7 separate regions of the Mus musculus genome follow, and all the other regions are linked to region 1. Evidence: chromatin contacts called from public ChIA-PET, HiChIP or PLAC-seq and promoter capture Hi-C data. All regions are on one chromosome and are shown on one strand. The core of a region is the stretch at or near the end of the contact, and the rest is flanking DNA. Distances in the headings are between cores, read along the strand shown.

The links. Promoter capture Hi-C pulls out the DNA fragments that hold promoters and counts their contacts. ChIA-PET counts read pairs in DNA pulled down with a chosen protein or histone mark. HiChIP or PLAC-seq counts read pairs in DNA pulled down with a chosen protein or histone mark.
Region 2: an H3K27ac HiChIP or PLAC-seq map of the NIH/3T3 cell line shows a contact between it and region 1, with 6 times the contacts expected there. The contact joins the enhancer-like site here to the promoter of Mtfr1 in region 1. A contact is called at or near these places in 8 of 39 promoter capture datasets (the 3T3-L1 cell line, 3T3-L1-derived adipocytes, cranial neural crest and 3 more), 4 of 115 datasets of contacts at active chromatin or transcription factors (the NIH/3T3 cell line, astrocytes, hepatocytes and 1 more) and 1 of 9 other capture datasets (pancreatic islet).
Region 3: a contact with region 1 is called in a promoter capture Hi-C map of pre-B cells, with 7 times the contacts expected there. The contact joins the promoter of Gyg here to the promoter of Mtfr1 in region 1. A contact is called at or near these places in 10 of 39 promoter capture datasets (the 3T3-L1 cell line, the HPC-7 cell line, cranial neural crest and 6 more), 2 of 484 Hi-C or Micro-C datasets (B cells and CD4 T cells), 4 of 115 datasets of contacts at active chromatin or transcription factors (the 230-238 cell line, bone marrow-derived macrophages, memory CD8 T cells and 1 more) and 3 of 9 other capture datasets (adipose tissue, liver and macrophages).
Region 4: an H3K27ac HiChIP or PLAC-seq map of embryonic stem cells shows a contact between it and region 1, with 8 read pairs. The contact joins the enhancer-like site here to the promoter of Mtfr1 in region 1. A contact is called at or near these places in 6 of 39 promoter capture datasets (the 3T3-L1 cell line, 3T3-L1-derived adipocytes, embryonic stem cells and 2 more), 5 of 115 datasets of contacts at active chromatin or transcription factors (astrocytes and embryonic stem cells) and 1 of 9 other capture datasets (embryonic stem cells).
Region 5: a contact with region 1 is called in an RNA polymerase II ChIA-PET map of memory CD8 T cells, with 6 read pairs. The contact joins the enhancer-like site here to the promoter of Mtfr1 in region 1. A contact is called at or near these places in 4 of 39 promoter capture datasets (the 3T3-L1 cell line, the C10 cell line, neutrophils and 1 more), 2 of 115 datasets of contacts at active chromatin or transcription factors (large pre-B cells and memory CD8 T cells) and 1 of 9 other capture datasets (embryonic stem cells).
Region 6: a contact with region 1 is called in a promoter capture Hi-C map of liver, with 2.2 times the contacts expected there. The contact joins the promoter of Cp here to the promoter of Mtfr1 in region 1. A contact is called at or near these places in 7 of 39 promoter capture datasets (the 3T3-L1 cell line, 3T3-L1-derived adipocytes, the SN4741 cell line and 2 more).
Region 7: a contact with region 1 is called in an H3K4me3 HiChIP or PLAC-seq map of the 230-238 cell line, with 5 times the contacts expected there. The contact joins the enhancer-like site here to the promoter of Mtfr1 in region 1. A contact is called at or near these places in 9 of 39 promoter capture datasets (the 3T3-L1 cell line, the C10 cell line, the HPC-7 cell line and 4 more), 7 of 484 Hi-C or Micro-C datasets (B cells, CD8 T cells, embryonic stem cells and 4 more), 7 of 115 datasets of contacts at active chromatin or transcription factors (the 230-238 cell line, bone marrow-derived dendritic cells, effector CD8 T cells and 4 more) and 3 of 9 other capture datasets (adipose tissue, embryonic stem cells and liver).

The regions. Positions count from the first base shown.
Region 1 is chr3:19,186,681-19,189,801 of GRCm38.p6, reverse strand. It overlaps Mtfr1 (mitochondrial fission regulator 1), which reads right to left and starts at 1,692. Exons shown (of 8, transcript NM_026182.6): 1 at 1,514-1,692.
Region 2 is chr3:18,214,096-18,217,216 of GRCm38.p6, reverse strand. The region is part of intron 1 of Cyp7b1 (cytochrome P450, family 7, subfamily b, polypeptide 1); the gene reads left to right. Among named protein-coding and RNA genes, the nearest start is that of Cyp7b1, 28 kb to the left of the region's middle. Within about 2 kb of position 1,581, at least 59 of the 459 cell types and tissues checked have an H3K27ac peak or open chromatin away from gene starts, as enhancers often do. A contact at or near this core is called in the NIH/3T3 cell line and hepatocytes, where this site is marked.
Region 3 is chr3:20,153,621-20,156,741 of GRCm38.p6, reverse strand. Gyg (glycogenin) reads left to right here and starts at 1,626. Exons shown (of 7, transcript NM_013755.4): 1 at 1,626-1,744. The coding sequence starts at 1,738.
Region 4 is chr3:18,255,081-18,258,201 of GRCm38.p6, reverse strand. No RefSeq gene overlaps it. Among named protein-coding and RNA genes, the nearest start is that of Cyp7b1, 13 kb to the right of the region's middle. Within about 2 kb of position 1,416, at least 7 of the 459 cell types and tissues checked have an H3K27ac peak or open chromatin away from gene starts, as enhancers often do. A contact at or near this core is called in embryonic stem cells, where this site is marked.
Region 5 is chr3:20,103,208-20,106,328 of GRCm38.p6, reverse strand. It overlaps Hltf (helicase-like transcription factor), which reads right to left. Exons shown (of 25, transcript NM_009210.3): 19 at 564-688. Among named protein-coding and RNA genes, the nearest start is that of Hltf, 47 kb to the right of the region's middle. Within about 2 kb of position 1,743, at least 55 of the 459 cell types and tissues checked have an H3K27ac peak or open chromatin away from gene starts, as enhancers often do. A contact at or near this core is called in memory CD8 T cells, where this site is marked.
Region 6 is chr3:19,955,558-19,958,678 of GRCm38.p6, reverse strand. It overlaps Cp (ceruloplasmin), which reads right to left and starts at 1,430. Exons shown (of 19, transcript NM_001374677.1): 1 at 1,250-1,430. The coding sequence starts at 1,395.
Region 7 is chr3:19,881,335-19,884,455 of GRCm38.p6, reverse strand. It overlaps the pseudogene Gm2148. Among named protein-coding and RNA genes, the nearest start is that of Gm42190, 71 kb to the left of the region's middle. Within about 2 kb of position 1,680, at least 7 of the 459 cell types and tissues checked have an H3K27ac peak or open chromatin away from gene starts, as enhancers often do. A contact at or near this core is called in the 230-238 cell line, where this site is marked.

The DNA of each region.
Region 1 (3,121 bases), core at 443-2,942:
AGCTGGAGTTATACATGTGTGCCACAAGAGGGTACCCACAAACATTGCACACCCAGCTCTATAAGCAAGCCTAGCTCATCCTCCTCCACTGTCCATCAAATCCTATTTATACCCTCCAAACAACACATGTCCTTCACAGGTCTTGAGCATGTGTGTCCATCTCAGCTGACATCACTCTGCCAATCAGCCCTGCATCTGCGGATGCAGCAAGAAACTGCAACACACCACCATTATGGAGCACTTCTCTCCCTAGAGTCTGACAAATGCAGCTCAACTACGAAGACCAATACATGCATGTCATTAGCAAATAAATCTTAATCCCATGTCCTTTCACGTGCTTGCTTTCGTAGAACATCCTTTCGCCTAGGTCCACTTCAGCTACATGTTCCTTCACGTGTTTAGCCCAGCAGAACACCGTACAACACAGTTTCTAAAGAACCCTTAAGTTTCCTCTTCAGTTACTAGACTTGCATTTCAATTCAAAGATTAGGGTGTTGATAGAGAGTTAGCTGCACATCGTGACTGAGACTTTTCTTAGCTCGTAAGCATTTTATAGTCAAACTCGGTTGTATATAATCGCAAACCCATTTCTATTACCTTCTTTTTAAAAATAATTTTTACCTTTTAAATGATTTTTGTGTATGTACAATATATGTGATCAATATATGTGGACACAACTTACTTTCATGTAACAAGATAGTAAGTGTCACAACTTCCTTGACTAAGTCATTGTAATGTAAAACAACTACATACACTAGGAAAAGGTGACTGGAATCGGGCGTGGTGACTGAGGCAGGAGGTTTTAGGCAGCTCAACCTAATCTACATAGTGCATTCCACCCCAGCCTAGAGTAAGGAAGACAACTCTGTCTCAAAACCAAACCAAACAAAAAAGTGAACGCTAAATTACCAAGTATCATGAAATACTCCTTAATATTCTTTTCCGGATGTGGTGAAGCAAGCTTTAAATCCTGTAGTTGGGAGGTGGAGGGGGTAGGATCCGAACTTCTATTGACCATCCTCAAGCACAAAACGAGGTTTAAGCCAGAAGAGGTTACATCAGACCAATCACAAAACAAACCATCAGGCGGAAAGAAAGGTTTGGTTAAGTTTGACTTCAGATCTCAAAGTTTCTGTAGTCTGGCTACACGCAAACTGCGCACGCTTAGAAAGTTCAGAGCTGCCAGCCGACAATGACAGGAAAGTAGGTCCAGGTAGAACAGGCTGAACGCCGTGGGCCGCCCCGTTCAGCCCGGATCCAGCGAGGGCACAACGCCGACTGCGGGGGATGGGAGCCAGGCCGGCGGCCCGCGGAGCTCAGCAGGCCAGGCGCGGGCGAGCCGGAGGGCTGCTCTCTGCTCCGGGCTTCCGCGGCCTCCCTCCCGCTCGCCGGCCTCCCGCGCCGCGCCCCGTCCCCTCCCTTGTCCACAACACGGCCTCCCGCCACCGTTCAGCTCCGGGTGGTAGCCATTCCCCACCCCGCCAACCGCTTTTCTGTCCCGGGCCCCACTCACCTCGGCTGCGCAGCAGCCCTCACCTTCGCAGCTGCTCAGCCTTCCAGATTGGCTGTCCCAGGACCTTATGCCAATCAGCCAATCCCCGCCCCTGGCCCGGCCTAGGCTGACCAGTGAACGGCTCGCTGAGGCCCGGGGGCGGGCTCAGGAGAGGCCGGCGGAAGGCGTGTCTGCTCGCCGGCCACGCCGGCTACCTGTCCCGGGCTCTGTGCGCACGCGCGGTGCCCAGTAAGGGGCGTGTGCTTGCTAGTGTGCCGCGCTTTGTCTTGGGTGCTTCTGCCCCTGTTATTTTTGTTGGTAAACTTCGCCCCTTTTGGGTGTAGGAATACCCACATTCCGAGTGAAGTCTCAAATGTGTGCCCGCTGAAAGGAGCTAGGTCCTTAGCCTAGCCTAGCCTAGCCTGTGTCGAGCCCTTCTCAACCCACGCTCTGTGGGGACTTTGTCTGCCAGGGCGATCTGTTTCGGGCCTCAAATCCCGGACGTATGTTCTGGAGGAGTGGAAGGCGCGGCTCAGAGGGAGTGAAGACTTTTCCTGCCTTCAGTTCCCCCGCCTCAAAGTCTGCCTAATTGGTGTGCGTAGTTTTTAATGAAGGGTTATTCTAGATTTCAGATAACCTAGTCATGAAAATACGATCAGTCTGTGTCAAGTTAGCTATAAGCAGCACGGTGGTGTGTGTGGGTGCGATAAAACGTGAATATGGAGGGAAAGCCTATCAGTAATTCAAGAGGCCGCTCCTACCTGGGCGTGGCGGCTCCTGCTATGTAAAACGAGTAGTTTGAAGTTGGAGGCTGGAGGATCCAGAGTTGAAGACCAGCCTATGTCCAAAACAACCTGGAAGAGGGTGGAAGAGTTGAGGTGGGAAGTGGGCAGCAGCTGTTGCTACTTCGCCTTCTCTCTTACCCTCTCATTGGAGCGCTGGTGTTCTTACCCTGGATGGCCTAAATTCCTCCTGGCTACTGCTTTGGATTTCACCTAGAGCTTCAATTCAGTTACTCAGCAACGGCTCGTTGGGAGCCCATTATGACAGTACAAAGTTGGTGGGGTTTGTTTGTTTGTTTGTTTGTTTTTTAAGCCTTGAACCACACCCTGAGTAAGCCTACCAAAAGGCAGGGAGATCAAAACAAGGTTAATTAATATATGTGACCAAGTGTTATAACGTTTTAAGTACAAAAGGGCCTGACAGGCTGTGACCAAGGCTGGGAGAGAGAAGCCTGAGAGAGCAGTTCAGGGAGGGGTGCTTGGTCTGAAGGCTGATGAAAAGACAAAAGCTGCTGAAGTGAACTGGTAGGGACCACACACCAGGGCGACCATTCCAATGATACTTGTAGGATTTACTGCTAAGCTATTAGTTGCCTCAGGATCCCTGGTCACCAGCTGTGTGACCCACAGGTGACTCTCAGCTGCCTGCCACCACACAGGCCTATGTGATTGTCTATGTTTAAGAAGAAGGGTATCTGAAAGCACCCATCAGTTGGAGATGGCTTAAAACCTGTTTTTTGTTTTGTTTTGATTTGATTTGATTTTTTCTTTACAACTTCCCTCCCTTCCCACCTTGCTTTACCCTCAAGTGCCCTGGAGTGGCCCTGAACTTTTTGACAATCTAGAT
Region 2 (3,121 bases), core at 332-2,831, 970 kb after region 1:
ACAGGGTCCCCAATGAAGGAGCTAGAGAAAGTACCCAAGGAGCAGAAGGGGTTTGCAGTCCCTTAGGAGGACCAACAACATGAACTAAACAGTATCTCCAGAGCTCCCTGGGACTAAACCAACAACCAAAGAAAACACATGATGGGATCCATGGCTCTAGCTGCGTATGTAACAGAGGATAGCCTAGTCAGTCATCAATGGGAGGAGAGGACCTTGGTCCTGTGAAGGTTCTATGCCCCAGTATAAGGGAATGCCAGGGCCAGGAAGTGAAAGTGGATGGGTTGGTGAGCACAGGGAGGTGGCAGGGGATAGGAGGGGTCTTTGGGGGGGGTGAAACTAGGAAAGAGGATAACATTTGAAATGTAAATAAAGAAAATATCTAAGGAAAAGAAATGAAATGTTATGCACACACCATTGCTGTTGTATGTTTGTCTTTCTGTATCCATGCTTGCATTTAGTCTTGTGCTCTCTACATTAAGTTGTGGGATGTGCACAAGAGTTCCTTCTTTATAAAAGATGGATATGTTACTGTGTGCTTAAACTGTCTGTTGTGAACTGTGTTGAAGTGAATGAGGGCACCTGTTTATGGTTTTGCTGCCTTGTATTTATTTACTTAAATTTTTTTAATTAGGTATTTTCTTCATTTACATTTCCAATGCTATCCCAAAAGTCCCCTATACCCTCCCCCCTCCACTCCCCCACCCACCCACTCCCACTTCTTGGCCCTGGCATTCCCCTGTACTGGGACATATAAAGTTTGCAAGACCAATGGGCCTCTCTTTCCAGTGATGGCCGACTAGGCCATCTTCTGCTACATATGCAGCTAGAGACACGAGCTCCGAGGGGTCATATTGACTTAAATGTTTTATACAGTATATTTTGACGATTTTCTTTCCCCTTCCCCAATCCTCCCAGATCTCTTCATCTCCATACCCTCCCAACTTCATGTTCTTTGTCTCTATAAGAAAGGAAAAAAGAAAGAAAAAGAAGAAAACAGGAAAGGAAATATCAAAACAGTTACTGGTTTTTCACTTTTCTTTTCTTTCTTTTTGTGTGTTTATGTGTTATATAATGTGAACAGTCACACAGGCATATGTGGAGCCAGAGGTGGACATCAGATCTTCCGTTTTGAGGGTTTCTCAGGGGACCTGGAGCTTTCTGGCTGGCTAGACTACTTGACCTAGAAGCCCACGAATGCTGCCATCTTCTCCTAGTGCTGGGATTACAGGTTCACCCTGCCACTCCCTATCATCCACACATTTTCATTAAAAGACTGGTTTGTATGTTATGAATCTGTGGGAACAGAAGCACACTGAGCATTAATAGCCCCATTTTATTGAGTATCAACTATGTGTCAGACTCTTAACCTATTCTGGGAAGTTGGTTTCCTTCTGCTGCCCTCACAGAGAGCTTGTCTAGGGAGCCAGTCTCTGGTCCTTAAGGCCACTCCCAGTGAGCAACTGAGCTGGAATTCCCTGGCTCCAATGTTTTTACAAACCCACAGTCTACATTTCCCAGGCTGTTTGACTGGTATAGACAGAATGGCTTGGCTCTTGTTGGGCCATTGCTTCAGCACCCAGCCTGGAACTCTATAAAATGTGCTCACTTCTGGGTCTCAGATTTGTCAACATCCTGCGAGTGAGTGAGCTGGAGCCCTGGCGGGTCTCCACAAAAACTGCTGGAAATCCCCGTGGATTTCTGAATCAGAGCTGCGTTTCTGACAGTCAGCAAGACCGAAAGTTCTTAGAAAATGTCCTCTGCCTCAGCAAGGGCTAGGAAGCCCCATTTTTCTTCGTGTCCAGAAACATAAAAATAAACATCTTCAAAGGCACAAAGAAAAGGAACATCGAGATCACTGCCTCGTGGCATTTGTATTTATGAAATATGGCTGTGAGTTTTGAGGTCTTTTGCTGACCTTTCCCAGCTGAATGCTATTATGTGGAGCCCACACAGGCAGGTTGAGAGCTGCTAGTGGGAGGGCGCGCTTTCCACTGTTTCTGTTCCTTCAGTATTTAGTAGGCTCCCTTGGTGTTCACTACCTGATGGTGGAGGACAGGATCTCAAGCATCCATCCTGCACTGTTCTCCTCTTCTCCTTCATAGACTTATTCTACTTCCAAGACAAGTCCTGATCATAAACAGTTGCTGAATGTTGATTCTCCATTTGGACGAAGGACTTTAAGTCAGTATTTTTCGTTCACTGTATTTATATATTGATATTTCTTCCTAATTATGAAATCTAAATCTATGTTTCACTAGTGACAATTTAACAAGTATTTCTCCTCACTGTGCTTTCCTGCATGTGGACACTATGTTTATTTTACTCACATTATAATAATCTATCTATAATCAGGAAGAAGCACTCAGAAGAGTCTGAGGAAAAGGAGGGTAGATACAAAGTTTTAGGAAAAATATAATCAGAAGTAAATTGGCTATACAATGTTGAGATTATAACAAACACAGATTTGGCCATATTTCATGCATAAACTCTACACTAAATATCAAACACCTATTTCACAATGAATTCCATATGAATTTAAAAAACATTTTCAGCTCTATTTCATTTTATTGAATTGCAGCTTGACAATTTAATACAGGTGTATAACATGTTCTGCTTATTCTCTGTCCCTACCCTCTCTTCTTTCTCTGCATTTCTAACAACTTTTCCCTCCCCATCAGTCCCTTTCCTAAGTTCATTAGTTCGGTGTTTGTCTCGCCACTTCCGTAGTTTGACCACTATCAATATGACAATTAGATTCCGAGTAGTATCAGTTAGAATCCGGTGGGGGCACCAATGCGTACACAATAGAAGATGACTATAGTCTTTAGGGATCCCTGGGCCCTTCCTCCATCTGTGACTGGCTGTTGGTGGCCTATTCTTGTGCAGACCCAGGATAATTACAGTTCTGGATTCTGCTTTATTTTTAAGGAACATGGCATGTTATACACTCTAAATTCTACTTGGACATAAAGCTGAATTTACCTACACTTAACTAAGAAACAGGGCTTTCCATTTAGGATTTTTAAAAAAGGAAATTAGGAAATTCAGATGTGAGATATCATGGAAGCCAGACAGTCTCTTCCTAGTTGCCTGCTTTGAAATTGCCAGGGATCAAGTATAG
Region 3 (3,121 bases), core at 377-2,876, 970 kb before region 1:
GGTCCAGGACAGCCAGGGCTACACAGAGAAACCCTGTCTTGGAAAAAAAAAAAAAAGAAAGAAAGAAAAAGATTCCGATTCTATGTGTATCCCTGTATTCTCACTCAGAAAACTCAGGGAGGAGACTCATTTTAGGCCAGAAATAGGAGGGCAGCTTTGCCTTCACAACTAAACCTTGTACCAAACAACAATGAAAATAATCACCTTAGTTTCTCAGGGCAGGAGGACAGCACAAGCCTGATGTGTACAAGACTCTGTGTTTGAGCCCTAACATTGCAGATTAAAAAAGAAAAGAAAAACATCTTATTCTATGCTGGCTCCTCCGACCTGATCACTACACATTGTAAGCCCAACTGACAATACTGCAAAAATGTATAAAGTTAATACAATATCAGTTAAAAATAGAGTGTAGTTTTCAAATGATGCCTCTAGGAGACCTGGACTAAAGAACAAAAATTGACTTTTTAACTTGTACTGGTTGAGTCTAGTGGAGGAGGTCTAAGCCCACAGGCCAAGGAGCAATGGTGTAGATATGGCCTAGGATGATGGGTGTGGGACTGTATCTTTATAGACCCTCTGTGAATATATAGAATCTTCTGCCACATCTAGTACCCAGTGCCATAGCCTAGCAAAAGAGTAGCATTTATGTGTTTACCTTAATGCTCTCACTGCTGCCTGGGGACTGGGGCAGGTGTTCGGCATCATGGAAGAATACCATATTGCATATCACTAACCAATGAAATATCAAAATTCAAAGTGGTTTCTGATGATGGATAATGCTTTTGAACTAATATGAAGTTGGAAATTGGAAGTTCAGCAACGACTGTAAGTTGAGGACTATATTGAGGATTGCAGTGCTGTCTTTCCCTATTCTTCAGTATCTGTTTCCTGCTTTGAGTTGATATTGTCACCGTTCATTATTGAGAAAAGATTTACAGAGCGCCGATCCACCATTGCTGTGCTTGGGCCGAGTGGGTGGGAGGGAGAATTGTGTTTGCAAGGTGCAGGCTACATTAGAAAAGTATTTCTCAACTTCCCCCCTGAAATGACAAATTGGCCTTCAAGATTTGTGAAATAGATGAACCGAAACAACTGAATTACCTAAGCAGAATTACGGGAACTTACTACCCTTTATCCAGAACCAGTATGCTAAAGGCACTGGGGCTTTCTATGGGAGTGTGTTGATCTGAAACAAACCTCTCCTCTTAAGGCTTATTATCATAGCAAAGTAACTTAACTTTCTGAGCCTGAGTTTCTCCTACCTACAAGTATATGGCATTATGGGATTCCTATGCCCTTGACTTGGTAAAAGGGTCTTAACTACCTGATTAAAACCAGTGGTAAGATTCTAAATATTTGGCAAAACCGTTCTCTTCAGTTTAAAAAGTTTAAATGAATACTGTAACTGGCGTGGCTTTCGAGAGGTCTCTGTTAATTGAAAGTTTATTACCCTTCCTTTTCCTGCCACAGGCCACACAGCTCTGCCCCCTTTCTTTCCCAGGCCCTGGAAGGAACGCCCGCGGCGCAGTCCCCAACAGGTGTCCCCTGGGCACAGCAGCCTGCGGGTCCCCAGGGTCGCCCCGCCCGCAGTGCGCACCGGGGAGGATGCGGCCTGGGCTTGAGCCTGCGCGGCCACGTGACGGCCGCTATAAGAGCGGCGGGCTGCGGACTCCCGCCCTCCCTGCTGGCCGCGGTCACCTACCGGCGCCCGGCTCCTCCGACCCACCCGGCCACACTATGACAGGTACGCCCCGCGTAACCGGGTCCCGCGACGTCGCCGCCCCTAAGCCCGGGAAGCTCCGGGTAGCTCGCGAACCGTGGAGAGCGGCTCCGGCTGCTAACCGAGCCGCGCTGCAGAGCGGTGGCTTCCGTCTCCCGCATCCGGGGAAGGCCAGGCGGGGTGGGGCGGGCGCCGGACGCACCGGGGTCGCACGGAGCCCGGAGGTGCTCCTGCCATGGGGAGCAGCAGGCGCCCTACGGAAACACCGGGTTGCGGCCCTGCTCTGGCCGCTGCACTGATCCTATTTTTAGGCCTCAGCAGCCGGGTGCTGCTACATGGGAGCCGGCTAGCGCCCCGGGCGGGCCTCAGTGCCACTTGTTGCAAAGTGTCAGGCCCTAGGCGAATAAACCCCAGGACTGGGCACTAGAGGTAACTGGCCCTTCTGAAAGCTTGAAGCTGTAGCCTGGGTTATGACAGCAACTGAACGGCCATCTGAAGGTTAAACCACCCAGCTGTCAATTGTCTTACTGTCCATTTGTAGGCTAAGTCTGGTGTTTTAGCTTGTGTTTATAACATCTGGCCCCTCCTTTTGTTAATTTAACCTGAGAAAGCATAGCGTAGCTTCCTGTAGTTTTTACATACCCGTTTATTACACCACCTCTACGTTTCTCCGCCACCTCCTGAAGTCTCTTTGGATTTAACACATTGTGCTCATTTTTAAGTACTTTTGGGGCAAAATGGTTTTGAAATGTTACTGTCTCAGAAATGTTCTAAGAATAACACAGGCGAGTATCAGCCGAGGTTGATGGATGTGGCAAATGTCATTACAGAGTATAATTGACTGGAGGTAGGGAATTCACAACTTTCTTCATCTTGGTAGTGTAGTGGGTTGTTCTGAAAGATGGCCCGGTAGTATGAGTTAAAATGGCTTTCAGGTTTCCTTCTGGGGAATGCGCTGGATAACCAGACAACCCACCCACCACACTGTCCCTGCTCAGTGGAATTCCCACTGCTTCTAGCATCCACACCGGAAAATAAGCAAGGGGAAATGAGGAAACCTGAGAGTAACACTGACAAAATCTCCTAACTCTCTTCTTGGACATCAGTCACCCCAAATGACTGCTGTGGAGCTTGAACCTTAGGATCCCTATGCGCTTTGGAGCCCCAGCAACTGCTAATGTTAAAGTCCCCGTCAGAGGTGGTCCCCAGAGTAATCTTACAAAAAGCCTGAAAAATCTTACAGGCTGATATAATGAGGACTCTTCAGTGGGAGAAAGAATTCATGTTTGACTTCTGTTCTGGATGGGGGTTTGGGAAAATTGGCATGTATGTCCATGTCTCTTGTTAGGGGAGGAGGGGAGAATGGGGAAGGTGGTATATTGCTCATTTTCCCAGAAAAGT
Region 4 (3,121 bases), core at 167-2,666, 930 kb after region 1:
ATCAGAACCAGGAAACTAGAGATATGAAATGTCCTTCAAGATTCCGCTAAGGATCTATAATTGTTTCAGTGGCAATATCTCCCAGTGACTCCTGAATTAAATTGGTTGCTTCCCAGTTCTTCATGCTGTTTGGGAAGGCTTAGGAAGTGCATAGCCTTGCTGGAGGTTTATGTCACAAGAGTGGGTTTTCAGAGCAAAATCTTCCTTCACTTCCAGGTTTCTCTCTGCTGTGTGTCTGGAGTTCAAGGTGTGAGCATTGAGCTTCCTGCTCTAGGTCATGTCCAGTTTGCTGACTTGCTCTCCCACCATGACAGATTCATCCATCTAGAACCTTAAGCCCGATTTAATTTTCCCCTTCAGAACCTGCCTTAGTCATGGGGTTTTATATCAGCAATATAAGAGCAACTAATGTAGGATCCTTTTCTCGAATAATGGATGCAACACAAGATAACAACAGAGACTTTGGAAAATGCAGACAAATATAAACTGTATGTTTGCCTCTCATGTATAACCACCAGCCACTTTTGTATTTGCAATGTTTCCTTCTAGTGTTCCTTATTCCTAACATACAGATTCTTAAAATTCTTCCTCCACTTCAATTGATATAAACCAGATTAAATTATTTATACTTGAGATATGAAAATTTCTCTCTATCCATTTATCTACAAACATAATTTAAAATTGTTTTTAAATTAATCTTAACAATACAATCTTGCTGTATATAATTGAAAACAGCAAAAAATACTGAAGGAACAAAACTTTCAAGAGTTACTTCGAGTTCAAGCACCACATGGCAAACATTGATCACATAATTCTGGTATGTAGTGAGAAAAATCTAACTTTCTTCCCTTTGGTTCTGCCTAAACAAATAGAAGACAACCAGACTTCTTTCACTACAATTCCATTTTCATTTGTTTTCTGTGATTTATCTTTTTTGCAAATCCTCATTTTTCACATTATATAATAATCTATTTAAAATGAGTCAATGATCCAAAACTCCAAAACTGCATAGGAGAAAACATTTCAATATATAGGCATGGGCAATAATTATTTTTTAAAAGGCTTCAGTAGATAGAACACTCCAAAAATAGACAAAAAAAAAAAAAAAAAAAAGGATTCCATGAAAGTATCTTCTGTTGTTTTACACAGTAGAGCAAAGACAACGATCAGGGAATGTCAGAAAATCTTCTTTAGTGTTCTCTCTCTCTCCTCATATATATATATAGAGAGAGAGAGAGGAGACATAATCTAGTAACTTGCCAAATGTTTGTTGTAAGCCCCCAGCCTGAAACAGGCTTTGACCTTGCTGCCACTAAGAAGGAGACCACCTAGGGTGGAGCCTTCATGCCTAGATGGCTCTATTGTTCAGCCACTGCCACTGTTGTCCTTCAAGACACTGCTACCTGCTGAGAGGCCCCTAAGATATTCAGGAGACTACACCCTATCCTGCACTTCATCAACTGCAGCTGGTTCCAGTCTCCAAGAGTGGATTAGTGGGGGATGGGCCTCCCCCCCCCCCCCATGTTACAAGCACAGTTTGCTATTAAACATTTGAGCCTTGATCAGGAACCTTGTCTTGTCTTCCATTTTTCTCTCGACCGCCTAGTTTCTGTCTCTTCAGCCCCAGTTTGCCTCCCAGGAGTAACCCCTGTCCAAGTGAGCTGCGGGATGGCTGCCAACAGTTTGTGTTGTAAGAATTGTCCCCCCTGAATAGCGTAGGGGACATTACCAATATTTACACCTACTTCACAAGGTTTCAACAATAAAACAAAATATGATTTTGCCTAGGAGAAGCAATGACATTATTGGGCTTATACAGCATGAGTGGCACGAAAGAAGACTCTCTCTCTCTCTCTCTCTCTCTCTCTCTCTCTCTCTCTCTCTCTGTGTGTGTGTGTGTGTGTGTATGACAGAGGATTAACATCTATAATATACAAAGAACTCAAAAAATTAAATATCAAAATAATTTAATCAGTAAATGGGCAAATGAAAGGAGAAGGTAGTTTTTCAAAAAGAAAGTAATATTGGAACTAAACACATGAAAAAAAAAAAAAACCCAACAAGAATAAAGCACCCATCTTGCTTAGTAGGGAAATGCAAATCAAACTTAACGCTGAGATCATCACACCTCTGTCAGAATGTTAAACAAATAAACAAAACCAAATGGCCCAGAAAGATGGCTCAGAAGTTAAGAGTTCTTATAGCTCTTCCAGAAGACAGATTTCAGTTTCTAGCACCTACATTTTGATACCTGCAGACACAAAGTTTTCACTCTAACACACACAAATGATATGCATACAAATACACACGCACACATACCTATACACAATAAACACACACACACAAACATGAAAATAGGAAAAGAGAGCCAACTTGGAGAAATGTAGAAAGAACAAAAGAGGATTAAGAGGAGGGAATATGGTTAAAGTATATGATGAAATTTAATGGAATGCTGTTATAAATTACTTTACATAATGAATATATACAACAGAAGCATTTTTAAAGAGGAAAATTGAACTGTGGACATTAGCATTTAATGTTAACTTAAATTAAACTTTTATTAACTTTTATTAACTTCTAATTTTAAAAGGTTGTTTAGATTTGGTCATGATGTACTTCATACCTGGAAATGCCATTCTAAGCCTGATTAATATGGACAGTTAGTACTTGTTAGTAAATATTTTAAGTAAAAACACTACTTATCAATCCACTAGGATTCTATCATGTAATCTAATGATTGAAACACATTTTGATATAGGCATGTGCAGGTGATTAAATCAACGTATGAGCATCACTTCATAGATCTGATAGTCTATATTAACTATATGACATAACCTTATGATATAATCTAGTAACTTGACAAATGTTTATTTTGTAAGAATTCTTTCCTTGGGTACAAAGGGGACATAAAACAATATTTACACCTACCTGACAAGGTTTCAACAATAAAGCAAAAATATGATTTTACTTTGGGGGAACCAGTGACATTATTGGGCTTATACACCATGGGTGGCCCCAAAGAATCCACATTAGCTACTTTTTACATAGCATAGATGATGGCTTTTCTATCACTGTATACATGGAGTGTTTCTTCAATAAACTTTCTCCAGATCACACACTA
Region 5 (3,121 bases), core at 494-2,993, 920 kb before region 1:
GAATTAGTTTCAGAACAAACTTGGTAATGTGACTAGAACAATTTATCTTATATAAGAAAATTTTGCTTAATTGTCTTTCATCTTTATTCTGGTATTTGCAGAAATCATGCCATAAATTTGGAATTCTAAGGAAACCTATGAAGGTACAATAGCCATCTCACTTAAGCACCTCATAAAATAACATCTGCCACACTAGCAGCATACAAGAAAAAACCAGTTTGAATATTCTTCTACATTGGTATCATACTTCCATTTCATTCATAAAAAATTCTTGGAGCCAGCAAGATGGCTCAGCTAAGGACATCTGCCACCACACTTGACAACATGAATTAACATGGTACAGAAAGAACTGACTCTTGCAAGTTATGCTCTGATCTCCCACACATGTATCCATGCACCCATGATATTCATATACAAACACACAGAATAAAAATATAATTTTAAAAAAATCTTACAGCAAAGGTATATCAAAGTAATAGATCAAATTCAAGTTGCATAAAAACCTGTCTTCTAACTGAAATATTTAGCAAACACAATGGTATGAACTAATCCCATTTCCTTACTGGAGGGGCCACTTGAAGACATTCCGTTTGTAAGAAGATGGGTATGGCAACAAATCTGCCGCAATCTAAGCAGAAGACCCAAGACATCTGCATAGTGTGCAAGGACAGTCCCTTCAGTAAAATACCTAGGGATAAAATGTCAGACATTATGAACATCTCTAAACAAGAACAAAAACAAAAGCAAGCTCATCTTTAATGAAACCAAGAAAAAAAGTCACCTAGGAAAATGTCAATATGCATGACCTACAGACCTCAGCTGGCCCTTCAAAGTAAGTGGTACATACATACTGAAAGGAAAATTCATATCTCTTCTGTAAAAACAGAAATAGGGTGTATGCATGATGACTTCAATTTTCAATCCAATTTATACACACACACACACATACACACATATTCACAAAACACACACACAGTAGGGGGAGTGTTATTGTATAATAATCAATTTTGTAAGTAATTATGTTTCTGATCTCTGTTATATAAAAACCAATAAAACCTAGAAGAATTTACATTATACTGACTCCCATGAATAATAAGAAAATTAAGTATTTCTTGATGGCCTGGACCTATACATGACTCTGGACAAACAGCTCGTCCAAAAAGAACTCAAAATAGTCAAACATTGAATAACCAGCAAAGAGCAAAGAAGGCAGTGAAATTAAACTCACCAGAAAGTTACCACAGAAAGCATAAAATTTATGACTGTGAGCACCTCCAGGTAGCTCAGAGTTCTACATCCGGACCGGAAAACAGTAAGAGAGTGCCACACTGGACACACCTCTGAAACCTCAAAGCCCAACCCCCCTGACACACTTCCTCCAACAATGTCACACCAATTCCAATAAGGCCAAACCTCCCCACAGTGCCACTTCCTATGAGCCTATGAGGACCATTTTCATTCAGACCACCACACACTAAAACCACTGACAAAACCATATGAAAGGACATAGGACTAAGAAAACAAAAAATAGTTATAAAGGATGATAAATAAATCAATACCAATAAAGAGCAGTGGGAAGACATTTAAAAACACAGAAAGAAAATAGAACAACAACAACAAAAGACAAGAAAAATAGGACAAAAACAGTACATTTTCTTTTTAAAGGGTGTGGGTGTCAGGGGGAGGGGGAGGATGCAGATACATAGAATTGAAAGATTTAAATGGTGCTATCTATATCTTCCAGAAAGTCAACAGGAAGGCCCTGATCAAACTGCTGTACTTCCGTGGGGGCGTGGATGTGCACATCAGGCTCCTTGCTATTTTTTACTTATGAAACACTCTCCAATGCTTCATGCGCTGAACTCCAGGTCTCCAGCTACAGCACTGACTGACGCCTGAGGTTCTAGAAACTCTAAGCCTTTGGGGAATAGACGGATCTTGCCCTGACTTGAGCACTTGTTTCCGGTGCTCTCTTGTCCGCCTCTTGTTTATCATGATATTGCTCCGTTCCACTCTGTAGTTTCCACTACCATGGGTTGACACCTCTGGAGCAGAAAGCCAAAATAAAAGCTTTCTCTTTAAGTCTGAAGACAAGAATTGGCTATAGAAAGGCAAAACTGACTATTATTTTTTTTTCAAAGAAATACTCAGTGTGGAAGAGAAGAATAATTAATCCAAAAATTACATATCCAATCTGAAACGTCAAGTTGATGATGCAATCAAGTCTCCTGGTGAAAAGCAGAAATTTTAAAGTCAGACTGGTACATTCTGTCAATTTAGCTATGCAGACTTGGCCAGCAGCCTAATCCTGCCTGTGTCCTCAGCTATAACAGTTACACACCACATCTGGGAGGACTACTCATGAAGTTAGTGTGTACAAAGCAATTACAACACGACCTGGATTACTTTATAAACCTTATATATACTAGTAGTGACAGTGGCAGTGTTTTGGATAGTGAAGAAAGTAAAAAAGTAGGCAACATAATACACACGATAAACTTCCACGTTCTGAAACCAACCTGCTAAAATTCAAATAACAACTCTGTCTCCTGTGCCTTAGCCTCCTAATCCAAAAAATAATTAAAAAAAAAAAAAAGTGTTCATTGTACTTACTTAATAAGACACCATTAATGTGCACATTTAAATACTTAGATCAATTATACTCAATCAATGCTTATAAAGTATTAATAAGTCTACTACCTATGAAAGAGGTTACTTTAACAATAACATCCCTGAGAACACAATTCAAACAGACAGCTTCCTCAGCACTCTGCATTCCCTCCCGGGCATGGCTACATCTGACTGGCATTCAGCTTGTTGGTTTAGGAAACTGCTTGTGGGACCCACCACATGGCATGCTGGCAAGAGGCTTCCCACTGTTTTACCAGCCACGCTAGTACCTTTTCGGATAGACCTACTTTTAACTTAATCACTCTCTTAGGTGACTTTACTCAGGCTCATCACTCACAAATAACAGAAACTTAAGAGTCAAACTGGGAGCACTGAACTCCATACCTGCCTCTCCAGCGGGTAAAGTCAATCCCGTATGTTCACATGACAGGTCTAATGCAGAGCTTTTGATCCCACGTTAGAAACTGTTCTTCCTTTACGCCCACCTCTG
Region 6 (3,121 bases), core at 181-2,680, 770 kb before region 1:
CCACTGAGGTACATACTCAGTCCAGTACCTTTTTTAACAACATACTTAGCTCACATTGTACTTAGTCATGGAAACAATGAACCACACATAATTAGGCTTCTCCAAAGAAACTATAAGAATAAGACCAACTCTTGGGAAGAAAATACAACCTCAAAACCATGTTTACAAAATCATAAGTTCTACTTCTCTTTGTAATCAGTTATCAAATTCAAAACTTTTTCTTACTGATTATTACTAGGTTAATAAAGTAACAACCTGATATTATTAGTAGTACTGCACATTTCTTACCATGAAAAATTTAACCACATATAAAAGTAAACAAAATAGCATGTACCCATCAATGATTCAGTGCTTACATAATTTGGCTCAATAGAGCAGTTTTTATGGAGAGAGTCTTAGCAGCTGCTGTTCATTTCACTCATTTGAGTTCTTTTGTCATTCTAATACAGTTGCTAATATACTAAATATTTGCTTTGAATGCCAAGTTTCCATTTGTTGGTAAATGTTTAGATACTATTAATAGTGATGACCTCAGCTTAGAGAAACTTCAAGGAGACCCTACTATTCAGTAAAAGAATGCTGCATATATAAAGCAACTAAAGCACAAAGACATTTAAGTTACATGATATTTTATCAGGACCTCATAATAAGAACATAACATTTCTTGCACTTGTTATGTGGGGAGCACTGTGCTATAAGAGCTTTGCCTGCAATTTTAAAACAGCCCTGTGCTTTATAACTGGGCTGTCTCATTTTATAGATAAGGACTCAGAAACTGTGAGAGATTAGTATGACTCCTTTACTGTCCTGAATCACACAGAAAGTAGTAGGCAGAATCTTCTTTCTTTAAGTAGTATTTTATTTCTATATTTGATATTTTCAAGGATTAAAAGTACTGTACTTTCACCCTTAGGAACAAGTAATGGTATGCTTGCATTTTATCCAGTAATTGTTTGAAAGTAAACAACTTCTGCATCCAGAGACAGAACACATTTGGGAGATAAAGGCGAGAGAAACCACAACCATAGGAGAGAGTAAGAAACCAGTATAGCTCCCTCAGACCAAGAAAGAAGAGACAAGACAGCTTCACAATAACAAATATTAGGGACATAAAGGAAATCAATAAAAGCATTGATTTTTTCAAGTCAACATTTTACATTTTCTATGTTTACGTTACTTTCCTTGTTGGCTTCATTTTCTTTAAGGTAACATGAATTTGGCCCATAAAGAACAAAAAATAGTGACTTACGTGTCAACTGAAATAAGTTTCTTTTCTTCAGTGCCAGAAGCATAGTCCCAGACTGCTTCAGTAATTCCAATGAAATAATGCTTATCTCTTGCCAAGGCTAAGGAACTATACAAAAATATAAATGTGCTAAGCAGCAAAAACTTCATTTTTCTCCCTCTCGGAGCCCACGATGCAATAAAGTGAAACCAGAAGCAAGCAATTTTATAAATAGGGCTTCATTTGCTTGGCTGACACAATTTAATGTTGCAAAAGAGTAACTAATTTCTTTAAAGCAAATAGCATTTTCCAACTCAGATTGGTTCTGGTAAACCACGAAGGGGAAAAACCAAAACAAACACAGTTCCCTGTGGCCAGGCTTCTCTAACTACAAAGGAATGTCATCTGTTTGTGTTGGACATGCACAGCATGCGCAATTCTGCATCTTCTTCCATTCATCGTGTAAATTCCAGGAGGGCAGAGACCATCTCTAAATGCTCCCTTTGTTCTTCTAGCAATCCCAGGCACTACACCTCACCCAGAGCCAGTTTTTAATAAGCCAAGGAAAAATGAATCAAATATGTCATTGTTAATGATTTTTAGAAAACTAACAAAAACTTACTTGTAATTTTGAAGATATGAAACATATTTAGCACATCGTAAAAGTAGCCAATAAAAATTTCATTTAAAAAAATTTTTTTGTACTGTGTGTTATAGAGACTTTATCAGTTGACATGGATTGCTATGTAGAAATTAATAGAAGAACATACCAGGAAATGATAATTTTGTTTGAATGATAGAAGTCAGTCACAAGGGCTGGTGAGATGGCTTAGCGGATAAGAGCACTGACTGCTCTTCTGAAGGTCCTGAGTTCAAATCCCAGCAACCACATGGTGGCTCACAACCACCTGTAATGAGATCTGACACCCTCTTATGGTGTGTCTGAAGTCAGCTACAGTGAACTTATGTATAATAATAAATAAATCTTTAAAAAAAAAAAAGAAGTCAGTCACAAACCAAATAAGCTATGCATAATGGGGAAACTGGCACATGACAATCTGTTGAATCTAGGATTTTAGTACCCGTCTGTACAATGAAGTAATACTCAGAGAGAGAGAGAGAGAGAGAGAGAGAGAGAGAGAGAGAGAGAGAGAGAATGGGCAAAGAAGGAAGAGGAGGAGAGAAAGGAAAAGAGATAGGAAAGAGAGAGGAAAAGAAAAAAATCAACCACAATTAAGCCTGTTTTCAAAGGCAAAGAATGATTTTACTCAACTGGAAAAAGAGCTTTGTTTATTAACCTAGAATTTCTCTCTGTAACATGTATGAGAGCTTTAAGGTAAAAGATTTTTGGTTAGAACTCTGTCTTCACTTGTGGCATGTATCTAAATGTATAATTTTTTTTTCCTAAAGTGAAATGCAATCCTGATGATAGCAGTTACTATTTTGTGTTAATAAAGCGATTGTTGTTATTGTTGTTTTCTTGTAGGATACTGTATAGCACTAAATGCTATTTGCTGAAATAGACTGGTATCAGAACAGGTACTCTTATTTAACAAATATTGAATGAGTTCCATGGTGCGTGCAGTTCTGTCCTCAGTGGGCAGATAGCAGTGGATATAACTCCATGGAGCATGCATGCCGTTATATACAACATGAAAACTTATTAACACATGAAAAATGAGGAACACAATGTCAGTCATAGATGCTAGAAAAAAAATGTCAGGATAAAGTTAAAATCTGATGCTGTCAAAATTCTTACCCTTAGCTTCAGTTTCCTCATTTGTAAAGGTCAGCCTTGAAGGAAATTATCCAGATCAATTGAAATGACCTTGCAAGCTACTAACAACAGTGTGTGTGTGTGTGTGTGTGTGTGTGTGTGTGTGTGTGTGTGTGTGT
Region 7 (3,121 bases), core at 431-2,930, 690 kb before region 1:
GCTGTATTGTGTCTCTCTTCTTTTCCCCATCTCTGCTATTTCAGTTGTGTTTGTCTGTCTCGCCTCGCCTCGCCTCTTTTCTTCTTCTTCTTCTTCTTCTTCTTCTTCTTCTTCTTCTTCTTCTTCTTCTTCTTCTTCTTCTTCTTCTTCTTCTTCTTCTTCTTCTTCCTCTTCCTCTTCCTCCTCCTCCTCCTTCTCCCTCCTCCTCCTTCTTCTCCTTCTCCTCCTTTCTCCTTTCTCCTCCTCCTCCTTCTTCCTCCTTCTTCCTCTTCCCTTTCCCTCCTCCTTCTCCTTCTCCTTCTCCTTCTCCTTCTCCTTCTCCTTCTCCTTCTCCTTCTTCTCCTTCTTCTTCTTCCTCTTCCTCCTCCTCCTTCTTCCTCCTTCTTCCTCTTCCCTTTCCCTCTTTCTTCTTCTTCTTCTTCTTCTTCTTCTTCTTCTTCTTCTTCTTCTTCTTCTTCTTCTTCTTCTTCTTCTTCTTCTTCTTCTTCTTCTTCTTCTTCTTCTTCTCCTCCTCCTCCTCCTCCTCCTCCTCCTCCTCCTCCTTCTCTCTCTCTCTCTCTCTCTCTCTCTCTCTCTCTCTCTCTCTCAACTTTAGGCGTTGTTCCTTGGGAGCCTTCTATCTTGGCTTGGATCTTTCACTGAGAGTTGAGGCTCATCTATTCAGCTAGGCTGTCTGACCAGCAAGGCCCAGGGATAATCCTGTCTCCATCTCTGCAGTGCTCTGATTACAAAATCAAGTTAACCTGTCTGGTCTTCAGTAAGTTGCTAGGAACTGAACTCAGGACCTTAAGCTTGAACAGCAAACACCTCATTGACTGAGCCATCTCTCCATCCTCCTTATTTTGCCTTTTTTCTTAACTCAGATTTAGCATAATACTTGCTGTGGTATTTTATTTCAAGTATTGTTTTTTTTGTTCAGTTGTTTAGTTCATTTTGCCTTTGTTTTCCATCTTATTAACTACTTAATCAGCTTTTCATAAATTTTCTTTCAACTCGTAAGTTTATCTTTAAATTGAACTTTTACATGTTCAATCTAATGCCCTCATTTTTGTATGTATAGCAGAATCTTCTTTGCTACAGTGTTCATGCTTCCTATATGTATACTTTGTTTTTTTACACATCTCTGTAGTTTCCTGGATTTAATCTTCTTGTAAACTAAAATTTCTATGTCTTTGTGTTTTAGGTCTGCTTATGGTGAGCAACTAGATTTTATCTCAGGTCATGTTACTCGATTACTGTAACATTTTTCTCTGAACATCACTCACGACTTGATGATAGAAGCCATTCATCTGAAGACATCTTTGCCAAAACTGAGGGCACTGTCCTGACATTTGTAATTAATTTCTGACAGCCTAAAGCTTTTTAGTGACACCACTGTCCAACAATGAAGGCATCATGGGCTAAATGAACTGTTAGGTAAAAGAGAAAAGTTTTCCCTGCCTTTAAATCAGCAATACAGATAGTTTTCATAGTGATCCTTTAGTACATTTCCTCATGTTGTGATGGCTCCCAAACGAATTGTTCTGTTGCTACCTCATAACTAGTTTTGTTACTGTTATGACTCATAATGAAAATATCTATTTTCCAGTTTTAGGCAACCCCTGTGAAAGGGTTATTCAGTCCCCAGAGGGATTGTGAGAACCACATGTTGAGAACCACTGCTCTAAAGGATGGGAAACACCACTTCCCACAGTTAACACAATAAAATTAGTGTAGTACCAGAAACTAGCGGTATTGGTGTGATAGGCCTGACCATGCTTTTGCTTGGAGGAATGTAGACTCTGAGCCTTTGGCTTAGGAAAGTAGTGGAATGCTGTTGGAGGAAGTGTGCCATTGTGGGTGGCTTTGGAGGCTTCAGAAGCCCACGCCAGGTTCAGTGTCACTCTCTTTGGTGATTCAGATGTGGATGCTTAGCTTCTCCATCCCCATGCCTGCCTTTGTGTTGCCATGGTTCCCACTATGATAATAACGGACAAAACCATTGAACCTGTAAGCCAGTCTCAGTTAAATGCTTTCCTTCCTTCCTTCCTTCCTTCCTTCCTTCCTTCCTTCCTTCCTTCCTAAGATTTATTATTATTATTTTGGGGTTTTTTTTGTTTTGTTTTTGTTTTTTGTTTTTGAGACAGGGTTTCTCTGCATAGCCTTGGCTGTCCTGGAACTCACTCTGTAGACCAGGCTGGCCATGAACTCTGAAATTCGCCTGCCTCTGCCTACCAAGTGCTGGGAATAAAGGCATGTGCCACCATGCCCGGCCCTAAGATTTATTTATTTATTTTATGTATGTGAATATACTGTAGCTGTACAGATGGTTGGGAACCTTCATATTGTTGTTGGGAATTGAATTTTTAGCGCCTCTGCTCACTCTGGTCAACCCTGTTCGCTCCAGTCGGTCCTGCTTACTCACTCCCTGCTTACTTCGGCCCAAAGATTTATTTTTTATTATATGTAAGTACACTATAGCTGTCTTCTGACACACCAGAAGAGGGTGTCAGATCTCATTATGGGTGGTTATGAGCCACAGTGTGGTTGCTGGGATTTTAACTCAGGACCTTCAGAAGAGCAGTCAGTGCTCTTACCCCCTGAGCCACCTTGCCAGCCCAAATGCTTTTCTTTTTAAGAGCTGCTGTGGTTGGAGTCGACATGTGCAGAAATCCTGCTAGTCTGGTCCTTGTTTCCATCAGGGTACCAGCTCCCTTCAGCCTTGCAGACACTGGTGCGAGAGGCCAGCCGCCAGAGGAGACAGCTTGCTTCAATTCATCAGGTTTGTTCTTTGTACCGCTCCAGGCTAAAATAAGTAGGAAAAAGAAATCGACCAGATCTGTACTTGGAAGCAGCAAAGAAGAGAAGCAGACACAAGATGAAACCCTGCCAAAAAATAGAAGGAAACCTAGAAAAGGAGGATGAGCCAAAGCCCGAGGAAAAGCCCGAGGAGGGGCAGGAACCCGAGGAGGAGGAGAAATCTGAAGAGAGGCTGATTCGATCTCCAGGATTTTCAGGAGGATATACACAACAGGCATCTGAGCAGTGATGATCTGTTTAGAGCCGTGGAGGAGCTAGATGAGATCAGGAAAGTGAGAAACAAACTAATAGTGGCGCGTTGGAAGGCTAACTGAAGCCATTC